Regions from separate parts of the Sus scrofa genome. Here region 2 is linked to region 1. Evidence: chromatin contacts called from public HiChIP or PLAC-seq data. All regions are on one chromosome and are shown on one strand. Each heading gives the region's core, a stretch centred on a gene start, on an enhancer-like site or on the middle of the called end of the contact. The rest is flanking DNA. Distances are from core to core; before and after follow the strand shown. Region 1 overlaps ITPR1 (inositol 1,4,5-trisphosphate receptor type 1). Region 2 has its middle 29 kb from the start of ARL8B.

Region 1 (2,700 bases), core at 7-2,506:
TTGTGGGCAATCATGCAAGTCTTACACTCCCAACCATGGGAGCTTCTTTGGGATTTTGGGTTTTCACTTCCAAACCTGGATCTAGATCAAAGACTCCTGTTCAATGACATGCCAGTTTCCTGGGAATGGAGAAGAAAGATGTATGTCCGCAGATGACTGGGACCAAAAAGTGACATAATAATGATAATAATAACACAGAGAAGGAAAGGAAAGGTCCTGGGTCAGGGAGCAGTTAACTGCATTGCCCGTTGCTTTCGGCTTCACCTGTAACATCTGTTAGTGTAAATACCTGATAACTGAGGCGATGAAGACTTCCCTGCCTCCTGGGCCTCTAAAATCACTTCAAACATAGAAACAGTCAGAGAGATGGAGGTGAATTGTGTGTGAAAACAACATAAATAGCACAGCCCCCAGGCTCACTGGATCATCAACCATGACACAGAAGCAAAATTTAAGAAGTTGGATTTTTGACAGAAAAATTTAATAAAATGAACCTCATTTTAAAATAATCAAGGCAGCATTAATACAAATAATCACTGCCTCATTTTGAGAGCCTTCTAGGACCCTGGCTTTGAGTGAGGCACTTTCTGTGAATCACCTTCTTCTGGGCAGGAGCTGGGCTGAGCGGTCAAGGGCACTGCCCCGAGCCCTGAGGGACTGAGGAGACAGGAGTGGAACAGGCCTTCCTGCTCCACCACACCAGCCCCAGGGCAGCAGCTCCTTCCTGCAGCTCTACCTGACATTACTCTCTTTAATCCTCTCAACATGAGCAAAAGGGAGGGACTCAGTTTTTCCAATTCTCTTTTCACAAGTGAGAAAACTGAGTTTCAGCGTGTCCTGAGAAAGTCCAAGGTCACCCTGCCGGTTGGAACTCCAGCCCAGGTGTTTCCGCTTTGGAAGCCAAGTTCCTTCTCCTGCACGCCTGCCCTACTGGGTAGTGTCCCCCCAAGTCCCTGACCCCATGCCACCCACTCACCATGGAGGGCCCACTGGCAGCACCTACAAGCCCTCCCTGAACCAGGCCAGGGTGCTTTGCTGTCCAGACCCTTGTGGTTTCCGCTGAAGGGCAGAGTGCCTGGGGGAGCCTGCTGGGGCCCCACCACCTGCCTCCCTCTTACTGTCATGGTAACACCCCCCACGCCAGGGAGAAAGCAGGCTCCTGACTCTGATGCTGGCCACACTCTTCTCCCACATGGATAAAACCCGAGGTCAGAAAACACCGCTCAGAAGTGACTCATTTCTGACTTCTCTGCCAAACACAACACCCTTTTACGTAACTCGCTTGCACACCACTCTCCTCCTCCTGGGGTGGCTGCCCTGTCAAACCAAGGCTGATCTTCCTCACCAGCTGGCCCCCCATTTCCAGCAAAGGCAAAGCAAACTGCTTCTCACCCTCCCACCCCCGCTCCCCGGGGTCAGAGGGGGGTCTCCAGCGTGCTCTCTCCTCAGTGCCTTCTGTGGTGACTTCTTCTGGAAGGGGTGGGAGATTTCCTATCTAACACTGGCTCCTGGCCTGCTGTCTCAAGCCAACCTCAAAAAAAAAAAAAAAAAAAAAAAAAAAAATGTGGTGAGGGAAAGGCCCTTGGACGAGGGATTTCTCTCTCATCTCATCTCTCAGCTGAATCCGCAGCCAGCTTCCTGACAGAGCACTTCTCACAGTTTCCAACTCATACTGTGTACGTGCAGAGAAGAAAATCCTTTTTGGGTGTGTCTGGAGGCTAGACTTGGCATAGGAAGAGCCTTGGGCAGCCATTTGATACATGCAATTTGCTGTGCTTCTGCAACCGGAAACAATTAATCCCCCCCACCACCAAATCTTTTTGGATCTGTCCCCTTTATTTGCTGAACGGTTCTCTGTGGTCAGATCAGCACATATATCCTCAACCATCTGTATGTGCTTAAAACACCCCAAACACTAGGTGTGTTGAAAGATCCATTCTACTCCTTCTCTGCCCCAGGTGAGACCAGCCTCTGTGTTCCTGTAGGAAAGAGGAAGTGGGGGAACATTCCCCCGGGTGCTGGTGGGAACATCTCAGGAGGAAGGAAACACACAAAAATTGGCAAGGACTCGGAGGACGGATATGCAAGTGCCATGAGACTTGCTGAGCCCCTGCATGTGCCAAAAATTAATTCACAAGCAAATGCTTATTTTATAGTTTCCCACTTTGCTACAAAACATCAAGCAGAAAGGAAAGATTTCTTCTGGGGGCTGGTAGGAAGTGGGTGGCACTGGAGAGGGCAGAAAGAAAGCAGGAGTTACTCTTAAAGGGAAGCTTGATCCCATGGCTCCACGATGTCACCTGTTCCAGGGGACCCCCCGGGGGGCAGTCCCACCTCCTTGTTCCTGTAAGCAGGGGATAACACCATGAAGTCTGAGCCACTCTGACGGCACCCAGGGAGGAGAAGTTTGGGAGGTGATATCCATCCTCAGATGTTATCACCATCACAGAAGCCAGGGCAGGGACAGAAGAGACTGGAAGACTTGGAGTCCACTGTGTCAGGCCAGGAAATATCCTCAGTTTGGCTGCCAGGCATTTCAGGGCTGAAGTGATGATGTGACAGATTGCAAGGCTTCAGGAGAAGGAAGTAATTCTCCCTGTGAGAGTTCCTAGTAAGCACGGTAGGCCCTTAGTTTTGGATTCCCATCAGCTGAATTCTCTTAGAACTTCCGAAGAGCTATGGTCCCCAGTGAACTTATCC
Region 2 (2,700 bases), core at 84-2,583, 310 kb before region 1:
AAGTCACCCAGCTGGCTGGCAGCGCCTGTTAGGATCAATAACTTTTGCAGGAACCCCAGTGATAAAATTGACTGGACTCTTAAAGGTGAACACATGTTCTGGTATTTTACAACTAATGAAGAGTAAGCTAGCACAGCCCCCATTCCCTATGATCACCTCAGGTTGCCTGGTAACTTGGTAGGTTGCCTCTTAAAAGGAGAAGAGTTATCTGCAAAGGATGATATATAGCTTTGTTCCAAATCCTGAGATTCTCTGCTAAGAGGCAGCTGTGGGGACCTACCAGTGTCTCAGAACAGCATCCTTCTGCAGAGGCATTTCCAGCACCATGGTCAGCAGCCAGACCCTGTAGCCTCCCACAAAACTGACAGCTTTTGGGGTTATGCAGTGAGTGAGGAATGAAGGTGTGAGCTCTGGGAAGAAGCCCTGACCAACGTGCCTGCAAAGGGAAAAGGGGATATGGAGTGGGTAGAGGAAGATGGCAGTTATAAATATCAGCTATGACCACATGACCAGTTGCAGAAACCAGGACTATAATTGTTGGAAGCATTCCTCCTTATTTGACATGAATACATTTTCTTATACACAAACCAGTTTCCCCTCTTCCAGTGCCCTATTTAATATGGGACATATTTTGGGGGGCCATGTCCAGAGTACGCTCAGTTCCTGGGCCAGGGATTGAACCCACACCACAGCAGCAACCCAAGCTGCAGCAGTGACAAAGTCAGGTCCTTACTCCACTGGGCCACAAGCGAACTCCTGACATAAAACATATTAACAGTAGTTTACCTTTCATTTCAGTATTTAAGTTACAGAATATCAAAGGGACACTGACTCCCCTATGGAAAAAATCACCCCAAAATGGATAAACTTTGGAGAGGTTTGGCAAGTTTCTGGGTGAATGAGACAAACTGCACTATGTCTGTCATTGGTTAAGATGGGAAAGAGATGCAAAGTAGTCTAAGTCTAACACTCATGTGAACATAGAAATAATACTGCATTTGTCCACACAATATAATTCAACATCCTCAAAAAGCCAATGTGCCAACAAGTTTCAAGGAAATTGATGCTTCTGTGCTAGAGAATAAATAACCAAATGCCACCTGGGCAGTGGGGGGTGGGAGGAGACTCACACTCTCTCAGGTTTCTTAAAACTTATAGCAGCAGTGACTTAGTGTTGATACCAAGAGATAGTGGGGGAGGCTTTGTGCAGAAATGATTTCTGGTGCCAGGTGACTCATTTTTAAACAACTTCCACATTCGGCAGATGGTGATAATGCCAGCGCTTAACGACAAGGCTGAGTAAATCAGGACGGCATGTTTCCACACTTCTCAGATGCTTATTTCTAAACATTATGTAAAAACCATGTCTTTGGGTACCTCCCTCTGCAGTGAGCCATGCTGCCTCTGGAGCCCATCCTGCCCTCCTGTTAGAAGTGACAATGGACCACCCTGACTGGACTATGGGAGAAGGATCTAGACACTCTCATTTTTCAATGCTGAAAGCATCAGGCCACAGAGGACACTGACCACACACATTTTCTGTCCTGGTCATTTCTCACAGGAACACTGCCCTATTGAAAGGATCTTCACCTTCAACAAATTCCCATGTATTTTAGGCAAATTATGTAACCATACAAGATAGAAGGAACATATGATCACTGAGGCTGGGGCAGAAATAACTAAATTTTCACCAAATATTTCATGCTCCCCCACCCATGAGGCAGAGTTGGTGCTGAAACGTGGTGGCCTAGGGAGGCAGTGCATCCCAAGGCCCTTTCATTTGTGCAGGGGCATGTGACTAGTGTTGGGCAACAGAAGGCGAGCAGAAGCGATTTGTGTTACTTATGGCCAAAGTAGTTAAGAAGAGGGTCTGCCATTTCTTTTCTCCCCTTCCTCCTGGACACAGAGGTCTCTAAGCCTCTAAGGGTTGGTAGAGCCAAGAGATAAGATGTGACTGGATGCCAGAATCACCACCTGGATGAATGCCACCAGGAACATCTTCATCAGATTATTTTGTGAGTAACAAATACATTTTCACTGGGTGAAAACACTGAAAATGGGGGTCTAATCATTATTGTAGCTCATATTTCTCTCATTAATGCAGAGGCCAACCTCCATCTCCCTCTATCTAAGGTTTTAATTCTCTTTACAACTCCTCACAGAGATATTAGTAGGAATAACCAGAAGCACCTTGTATGATGGTCAAGATTATGGACACTTGGTGTCAGGCACACTAGGGCTTGAATTCCATTTTCAGTACTAAACCAGCTATGTGTTCTTGGTCAAGCCAGTTAACTTCTCTGAGTCTTGATTTCCTCACTTGTAAAATGGGCAAAATAATAGTACTTATATCATAATACTGTTGAGAAAAGTAAAGGAGCTCATCCATGTAAGGCACTAAGTATTCAAGACAGGAAGGCTTTTGTTCTTATTGGCATTATCCTACAGGTGATCGTCCAACTTATGCTGGTGATAATATTAAAGAGATCAATGGGCAGGTTTCTGTTGCATTGTCACTTTCCAGAGGGCCAGAAGAACTTAGGTACACAGGCAGCTTCTCTAATTAGATAACAGGACCTTGGAAAGCTGAGTGGGTTGGTAGAATTAGAAACATAGGTCCTTGGAGACTCGGGTAAGCATCAAACTCTCTGGGCACTAACACATCTTATCAACATCCAGCCTCCTTCAATAGATAGGAGA

What was found. HiChIP or PLAC-seq counts read pairs in DNA pulled down with a chosen protein or histone mark.
Region 2: a contact with region 1 is called in an H3K27ac HiChIP or PLAC-seq map of alveolar macrophages. The contact joins two enhancer-like sites. A contact is called at or near these places in 1 of 47 Hi-C or Micro-C datasets (embryonic fibroblasts) and 1 of 2 datasets of contacts at active chromatin or transcription factors (alveolar macrophages).

The regions. Positions count from the first base shown.
Region 1 is chr13:61,301,992-61,304,691 of Sscrofa11.1, reverse strand. All of the region lies in intron 41 of ITPR1 (inositol 1,4,5-trisphosphate receptor type 1), which reads right to left. Among named protein-coding and RNA genes, the nearest start is that of BHLHE40, 220 kb to the left of the region's middle. Within about 2 kb of position 1,256, at least 44 of the 83 cell types and tissues checked have an H3K27ac peak or open chromatin away from gene starts, as enhancers often do. A contact at or near this core is called in alveolar macrophages, where this site is marked.
Region 2 is chr13:61,610,129-61,612,828 of Sscrofa11.1, reverse strand. No RefSeq gene overlaps it. Among named protein-coding and RNA genes, the nearest start is that of ARL8B, 29 kb to the left of the region's middle. Within about 2 kb of position 1,333, at least 2 of the 83 cell types and tissues checked have an H3K27ac peak or open chromatin away from gene starts, as enhancers often do. A contact at or near this core is called in alveolar macrophages, where this site is marked.